Regions from separate parts of the Capsicum annuum genome. Here region 1 is linked to region 2. Evidence: chromatin contacts called from public Hi-C data. All regions are on one chromosome and are shown on one strand. Each heading gives the region's core, a stretch centred on a gene start, on an enhancer-like site or on the middle of the called end of the contact. The rest is flanking DNA. Distances are from core to core; before and after follow the strand shown. Region 1 holds the start of LOC107878477 (floral homeotic protein AGAMOUS-like). Region 2 has its middle 43 kb from the start of LOC107878476.

The links. A called contact is a pair of places that touch in the nucleus more often than the background predicts.
Region 1: a Hi-C map of bud shows a contact between it and region 2, with 3 times the contacts expected there. The contact joins the promoter of LOC107878477 here to the enhancer-like site in region 2. A contact is called at or near these places in 5 of 5 Hi-C or Micro-C datasets (bud, leaf, pericarp and 1 more).

What each region holds. Positions count from the first base shown.
Region 1 is chr7:215,097,126-215,101,332 of UCD10Xv1.1, reverse strand. It overlaps LOC107878477 (floral homeotic protein AGAMOUS-like), which reads right to left and starts at 2,478. Exons shown (of 8, transcript NM_001325110.1): 1 at 2,214-2,478. The coding sequence starts at 2,458.
Region 2 is chr7:215,035,733-215,040,016 of UCD10Xv1.1, reverse strand. No RefSeq gene overlaps it. Among protein-coding and RNA genes, the nearest start is that of LOC107878476, 43 kb to the right of the region's middle. Within about 2 kb of position 1,741, at least 1 of the 5 cell types and tissues checked has an H3K27ac peak or open chromatin away from gene starts, as enhancers often do. A contact at or near this core is called in pericarp, where this site is marked.

The DNA.
Region 1 (4,207 bases), core at 1,229-3,728, 61 kb before region 2:
TTTTTTTTTTTAAATATCCCGTTGAGTTTATCCTTATTCCTTACCTCTATTTCTAAGCATGGAGGATTAGGGGAGAATGGAGATACCATTCCGCTCTCCATTCCGCTTATGATTTTGCCAGAATGAGATAGCTTTGACTTTAATTTTGTTTTGCAAAATTTTGCGAAATACTCCCTCCGTTTTATAATAAATGTATTGTTGGATTTTGGCACAACGATTATGGAAAAAATATTAAAGACATAAATTTAACACAACTTTTCATTTTTACCCCAAAAAAAAAGAAAAAATTGACCTTGTAATACTTTTTCGAAAGTTAATTGATTGTCAAGTCATAAGGGCAAATTTGGAAAAAAATTCAATGATTCACTTATTTTGAAATACCAATAAATATCCCAAAAATTCACTTATTCCGAGACGGAGGGAGTATTATTTAAAAATTTAAAACTCATAAATTTAAAATGTTGACTTTATTATTGATAGATTTTGTTAAAGACAAGGAATTGCCTTGCTTGTAGAAATAACCCTAATTCAGGTTTTGACTGGCTGAAAAAGGTAACTTTGTTTTCTTTGGTGTACCTGAAACCCTAATCTGAAAGCTGATAGGCTATTGCTTCTGTGATCTCTGAAATGACATGTTATATTAAGGAAGCATCAATTGGAGGACTTACAAATCAGAACTTGACAGCTTACAGACAAACAGAAAAATTGGGAAGAGAGAGAAAAATGCACTAGAAAAATTTAGTAAGTAGCAAAGATGCCAAAAAGGAAAAGAAAAAAAAAAAAAGAAACGAATTTATCTTAAGATCTTTTTTCAACTTTCTCCTCTGTTAATCTACTTGTAATTTAATCATGTAAAAAATTATTTTTATTTATTTCGAATAGATAAACAGTCCGATACACATAACATTTCGTACTTTCGTTTAGAAGAATTCTGAGATGCATCGTACTCTAAGATGGTCTAATGTAGACAAATCTATCCCGATATAAAAGCAAACCTCAACAACTGATTTGATGATGAATTTAGCTTAAGATCTATTTTCAATTTTCTCTTATCTCGCTTAATCTACTTGTAATTTTATCATGTAAAAAACTATTTTTATTTGTTCAAATTAAATAGGTAAAGTACCCGGCACACATAACATTTCATACTTCCATTTAGAAGAATTCTGAGATGCATCGTACTCTAAGAAGGTCTAATGTAGACAAATCTATCCCGATGTAAAAGTAAACCTCAGTAACTGATTTCACGATGAATTTAGCTTAAGATCTTTTTTTAACTTTCTCCTATCTCTCTTGACTTTACTCGTAATTTTATTCAGTAAAAATTTATTTTTATCTATTTCAAACAGATAGACACTTCGATACACAGAGCGTTTCGTTTATGAAGGATTTTGGAAAGAATTGTACTCTAAATAGATGTAATAGAGACAAATCTATATCCTGATGCGGAACAAGCATCAACGACTGATTTTGTGACTCGAATAAACAGATCTATTTGTAAAATCAAAGAAGCAACAAAGGAAAGTATGATGTTTTGAAGCTCATAAAGGAAAGGGAACAGGAGATATAAAGCAAATTAAGGATTAGACAAGCAAATCTTTTGTGATGAAGAAAACTCAATCTCTTAACTAAGACACCATAGTCACCTTCTTATGTCAAAAAAATAAAAATAATCAAAACATCCACACAAAATATCTAGCTGATGTGCTGACACAAGTCAATCAATCTTCAATCTTTGTATCAATAAAAATGTAAAAAAAATAAAAAAAATAAATCAAAACACACACAAAATACAACAACCAAAAATTTTAGTGGAGATCTTAATAGCTCAATTAGTTAGCTATCTGAACTTTCACTTTATTGATAAAAAATCGATTCTCATATCCCTTTTTCCTTCCCCCAGTGTAAAACAAAAAAACATTTGTTCTTCATTAGGTTTAAAACCTTCTTATGTCAAAAAAAATAAAAAAATCCAGACGAAATATCTAGACTTACATAAGTGATAAGTCAATCAACCTTTGTATCAATAAAAATGAATATTTTTTTTTCCCAAACCAGAAAACACACAAAAAAACAAACAACCAAAGATCATAGCTCAGTTAACTAACCACTCGTACTTTAACCTTATTGGTAAACGTTCGATCCTCTCCTTAATTTCTCCTTCCCCAACCCTCCAGATCTTGTTGAACAAAAAAAAAAATTAACAAACAAACCTGTTGTTGGCATATTCATAGAGTCTGCCACGGCTGGAAAACACAATTAGGGCAACTTCAGCATCACATAGAACAGAAAGCTCATAAGCTTTTTTCAATAGCCCATTTCTACGTTTACAAAACGTAACTTGTCGATTCGTAGTATTTTCGATCCTTTTAATTTCAATCTTCCCTCTACCTCCACCACTCGATTTTCTCAATTGTGAAGACGATTCATCAAGTTCATGATTATTTGGAAAAACCATCGTCCTTCTGCCGAAATAAATTAAGCTGAAAAAAGTGAAACAAATATCGCGATCTCGTTAGCCTTAATTGAGGAAATTAAAACTATAGTCTATAAGAAAAAATATAATATTGTGTAGCAACTAAAAAAAGCAAAACAACAATTTTTTCTTTTGAGTATGTTTGTAGTTACTTCTTGATTAATTTTTTTTTTTTTTTTTTTTTTTTGTGTGTGTGTGATGTTTTGATCAGGAAATATATAGCAAGGATAAGGTAAAGAAGAAAATCTACCTAGAGATTTTTTTTAAAATTTTTTTTTTTGGCTTTTGAATTTGTACCTATATTGTATAGGTTTGAACAGGAGAGCTTGCAGAAAATGGAAGTGAGTTGAACTAGCAGAAGGGTAGTTATAGATAGGAAAAAATTGGACCGTCCAACTAAACTACTACTTTTTGAGTGTATGTCTACACACTAAATTGGTGACGAAGTAAGAATTTTCACTAAATGAGTTCAAAATGTAAACATACAAAGTATTCAAGGTGATACAATGTCTACTAATTCAGGGCGGAGCCAGCTTGGGACTAGGGTTCATTCGGCAAAAAATTACATTATCATACTTGATTGAAATAAATCTTTATGTACATAATAGATGTTGAACCCTCGTGGGCTAATTTGTGTGGTTACTTCTTCATATTTTGAACTCCTTATTAGTGAAAATTCTCACTTCGCCACTGCTAGTATATATATATATTGTAATTTTTTACCGATGAACCCCCTTCCCCTGACTTGGCTCCGTCCTTGCACTAAACTACTTCTCTGATCTCAAATTATGTATAGTGATGTTATAATTGTTTAAATACTAATAAAGGATAAAATAGTTCAAATTTTTTCCTAATTAATGTTTTCTAAAACAGAAGTACGACAAATAATTTAAGACAAAAGAGTATAATTTTTTTCCTTGATGTAGTGTATGTAAGTGGTATTGAAGGAAAGTAGTAGTAGCAAAAAAAAGGGTGTAAGATTTTAGGTGTATAGTTTGATCAAACTCCATTTAACAATGCATTTTTTTCTAAAAGTATGGGAAAAAGGGACAATGGGAGTCTCTTTTGAAAAGTGACAACTAATGAAAATTGAATAAGTTTGTTGTAAGTGCAGTCAACCTTCAGTTTAAATAGAGTAGAGAAATACAAAACTAGCAAAACCATTTTATTAATTTTTTTTTTTAACCTTGCAAGATATCTTTAATTTTCAGTGAATTCTGACCTCAGCATTGTTTGGCAAAATTTCACTATACTCCAATTCACACTGATCTCCACCCTGGATTTTTCAGATATAATGGAAGTAAGAAAGGGAAATGAAAGAAAAAAGCTTATCTTCGGCCGGCGGGTAGATGAATTTAGAATTTAAAGTCTATAGTTTTAAATTTTAGTTATTTTTAGGTTATTGAGGTCTAAATTACTATACTATTAGTAATTTGTACATATTAAATGAACTTTTTAGACAAGCCTTATTGAACTAAAGTTATTGTGTTCTACTGAACTCATACCTTCTGCTCTACATTCGTTGTTGATCTCTGATTGTGAAGCTATTAATTATTGCTCGAGACTCTTCACAACAATCGTCCAATAGTAATGCACTATTTGTGTTCTAGTGAACTCATACCTTCTGCTCTACATTCATTGTTGATCTCTGATTGTGAAACTATTAATTATTGCTCGAGACTCTTCAAAACAATCGTCCAATAGTAATGCTCTATTTGAGTATCTAACACA
Region 2 (4,284 bases), core at 492-2,991:
ATGCGAGGTTCATTTGTGACGAGCTCTTAAATGATGCACATTGCTTTGGAAAGACGAAGTTTCTCCTCATATGGGCCACGCACATGAAACATGAATTAAGGATTATCTCGATTTCCGTGTGTGTTAGCTCATGAATTTTTGAGATGTGTTCTGATTTAAGTCAAAAAGTTAGTGTAAAGTCTACATTTTAAATATATGTAGAAAATTTAAAACTGCCTTAATGAAATCACTATAATAGTAAAATGACTTTTGAAGAGAGGATGAGATAGACTTCTAATTCAACAAAAATTCTTTCAACCTCTACGTGGTTGTTCTTAAGATACAAAAAACATTCAAATGGAAATTATTATATCTGAAACCACATGATGAAAGTCAAATTTAGTGGCATGGGAAGTCTAACTAATTTGCTAAATCTCTAAGGATTAAAGATATGCATAAAATGAACAAAATTAATCGCAACTAAGAGAGGCTACATAGTGGAAACAAAAATACCAGGTGATCAACTATAGTAAATAAAATTATCCGATATATGCACCAATAGAAGTAACAAATATTCTGTGAATTAATAAAGGTATGTGTAAAATAGTCCGAATATACACTACGAATATTTTTTTAGAAAAAATCGCTTGGAATCGTGCTATGAAGAATGCAGTAAGGGCATGCTCTTGTAGTAAACATTGTTAAATCAGATAAATGGAAACTCAGTACGAGTTCGATTGAATTTAGTTATTTTTGCTCAATTAATATACTTATACTAAAGAAAATTCATTAGGCATGTATAAATTTTAAATTTAGAACTCAATTTATAAATATTTAAAAGTCGTCATTTTAATTAACATTTAAAATTCATAAACTTAAAATACTAACCGACAAGGTAGGGTAGCTTAGGACAACAATTTCCCAAAAATTCTTGGGAGCATCATGCTTTGTTTGATCTCTTATCTCTTTCTTTTTCTTTTACCTTTATATAAGTTAAAATTAAGAAATTGGCTGTTGACAATGATATTTTAAGAAAATCAATGTGAAATCTGTTTGGTTTAGAGGAACGTAAACACGTTTCTTAGGAATATTGGTTCAACTTTCTATCTTATTCCAAGGAACAAACAAAAATAATTACGCTAATTAATCAAAAACTCTTATATGTATGTGTATATATAGAGTAGGAATAAATTGCAAATCTGTCACTTTTAGTCACTTATTTTAACATTTCTCCTCATTTCAATTTGTTTGTTTTACTTTTCTTCTATAGTATGTTTTTAAAAAATATCTCTTTCTCTTTTTGGCACTTCCTTAATTTTAATTTTCCACATAATACCTCAAGAGTATTAAATATTTAAATACATTCTACACATCTTTAGTTTAAAACCATAATGCTTGAAATATTTATTTCTTTTCTTAAATTTTGTGTCAAGTTAAAATCAATAAGTAAATTGAAACAAAAGGAGTAAAAAGTTTTAAGAAACGTTAATCCAACAGCTTTTATAAGGCAAATTTGGTCAATACCGTTCTGAAAATATTGTGGGAATGTTTGCTTGTCTATATCAACTTAATTGGAAAATTAAGCATCATTTTGGAATTCAAACATTTTGCTTAAACGAGCTTTAACCTTATTATTACATTATTATTATTATTATTATTATTATTATTATTATTAGGGAATTATTATTTTAACTTTTTGTGTTTCTCATGTTAAGCTGCCATACTGAAGCTAATTATCATAAGTAAATATTCTTGCTGCCACTAATTAACATGGTCCACAAGATTTTTTATCACAAGAATAGTAATTAGTGCTTGTGGACCTAGCATTAATGTCTTAATTAGAAAAAATCATTAATTTGGCAACAATTACATACTACTCCCTCTGTTTCATATTCATTGGCTCTGTATAAAAAATAGTAGATATTTTATTTTACTTGTTCAATTTAAATAAATTAAGAGAAAGATTTCATTTTCTTCAAGTACCATCCCTATTATTTAATGATTGCACTAAATATTAATCAAATTTAGATTTTTAAAATACAATTAATAGAATAATTAGTAAAATAAATCCGTAATAAATATATTTTAAAGAAAGTGACAAAGTCAATAAGTATATAAGTCAATAAGAATAAGTACATTGCATTAATGTGCAAAACGTGATCAAGGAGTTTATGCACAAACTATTAAGTTTTACTTAAATCTCAGAGAGGATTAGTAGTAACTTGCTTCCTGTTTGCAACTCTGTCGCGTTTTGCTTGGTGAGAGTTAATTTAACTAATTTTCAAATTTAAATTAAATTAAATTATAAAAATATTTTTACAATTAAAACTAACATACTTAGATAGTATGTTAAAAAACACTATAAGCTGCACTTATTTTCAATAAATATAGTGAAGAAATACATTTTAAAATACTGATCAAAATTAATATAATTTGACGTAAAAAAACACGTGACAAGTATTTTGAAATGGAGAGAATACATAAGTGGAGTTACTACTCTCACGTGTCATGTAATATTGGAAAATTTCCTAACATTTTGTTTGAAAATATTCTTAGAGGTATTTCAAAATAAAATGTAATTTCCCAATTAGAAAATGTTAGAGAATATTCTTAGTGGTATTTCAAAACAAAATGTAATTTCCCTATTAGAATTACGTTGACATGAAAATGGACCTCTCCAATTAGAATTTTCCACTTTAACTTTCTTTATTTCATTATCTCAAGGACATCGATAGAACTACATTTATTAGTTTAATTACTTCTTATAATAACATTTCTTAATTTTCATCTTTTGCTCTCAATAAAATAACATCTTTTCAGCCAAAAGAAAATGTACTACTCCCTCTGTTTAAAAGATTTGATTTGATTTGATTTTGTACGGAGTTTAAAAAAATATGAAGAATTTTAAATCTTATAATCTTAAATTAAAGTAATGTCAAATATATCACAATAATATTTAATTTTATGATTTTAAACATGTCAAGTTAAAAATTAAAATTAAAATATTATTAAAAATATTTTTAAATAAATTTAAAAAATAAATTATTCTTTTTTAACCGGAGAAAGTAATTCATATGAAGTGCATATATTTTGGGCTTTGTCATTTACAATAGAGGTAGGGCGGTGGTCCAAGAAGTCTTCATGTTTCAACATCCGCTCAAAGTAAATGATTGCTTTATGAGATATGAGTTTTTATTTTTATATCGTAATATTTTGTAAGTTATGTCTTAAAATTTTAAAAAATTCATATCCCGATAGATATAGATTCAGTTTTACACTTCTTTTAGTCCATAATAACTTAATTTGTGTGGCAATGCACACTTAATTTTCTTTTTTTTTTAAAAGACATATATTAAACACCACTTTCCTTTTTAATCTTTTTAAAAGCAAGTTAAAATCATAAATATGACCAAGTAAATCTCTTGATATAAATAAACAATAAAAATAAAAGAAATTAATAACGTTCTTAAATATTTAACAATTAAATTATTTTGAATATTAAAAAATATTCATAAATTAAGTTAATACTCCATAGTGGTATTAATCTCTTTTGTATTTTGGTCATCAAATGATTCCAGAGATTCATATGTTTGCAGAGGTGGTCCCATTTTGCTTGGAATGAATGTCCAATCATACCAGGTGGTGGGCCCTCCTAATAATAATGAAGCATGGACTGCTTTTAAAAAAAAAATAAAATTATTTATACTATAGTAGTACTATTTTTGTATCGATAAATAATTTTACTATATTAGTGACCATAGTCTGTCGCAATGAGTTAAATGTAGTAGTATCATTTACCATTCAACTAAAAGCAAAGTAGAAATTCAAGGTCTTGATTAAATTATGCTTTGTCAGATTCGAAAATCTGGAACTAAATATTATATTTATATTTTTGAAGAAATTCATAATCTTCTAAATATCTTTATAAGTAATATTTATTATAAAATTAAAGTTGTTCAATTGCATTACTGAATTTGCGCATAATTTATGGTAGGAAGTGGGATGAATAAGATTTTATATGCTTACTTGAAAGTTACGGATGCAATTGTTCGAAGTGAAAAATTTTTTTGATAGAAAATGACTCCTCTTCAAATAAGTCACACGCAACTCAAATTTAAGTTCATTGGAGTTTAAAAAATAAATATCGAACATTATATCAAAATCAATGATGAGCTCGTAAAAGTTGGATTAGTGGTCCATAATCTGGCAATAGTTCATATTTTGAACTCATTATTTAGTCAAAATTACTATATTACTATTTATAATAAGTGGGGATAAGCAGGCACGTCTTTGACATGCTTGCTT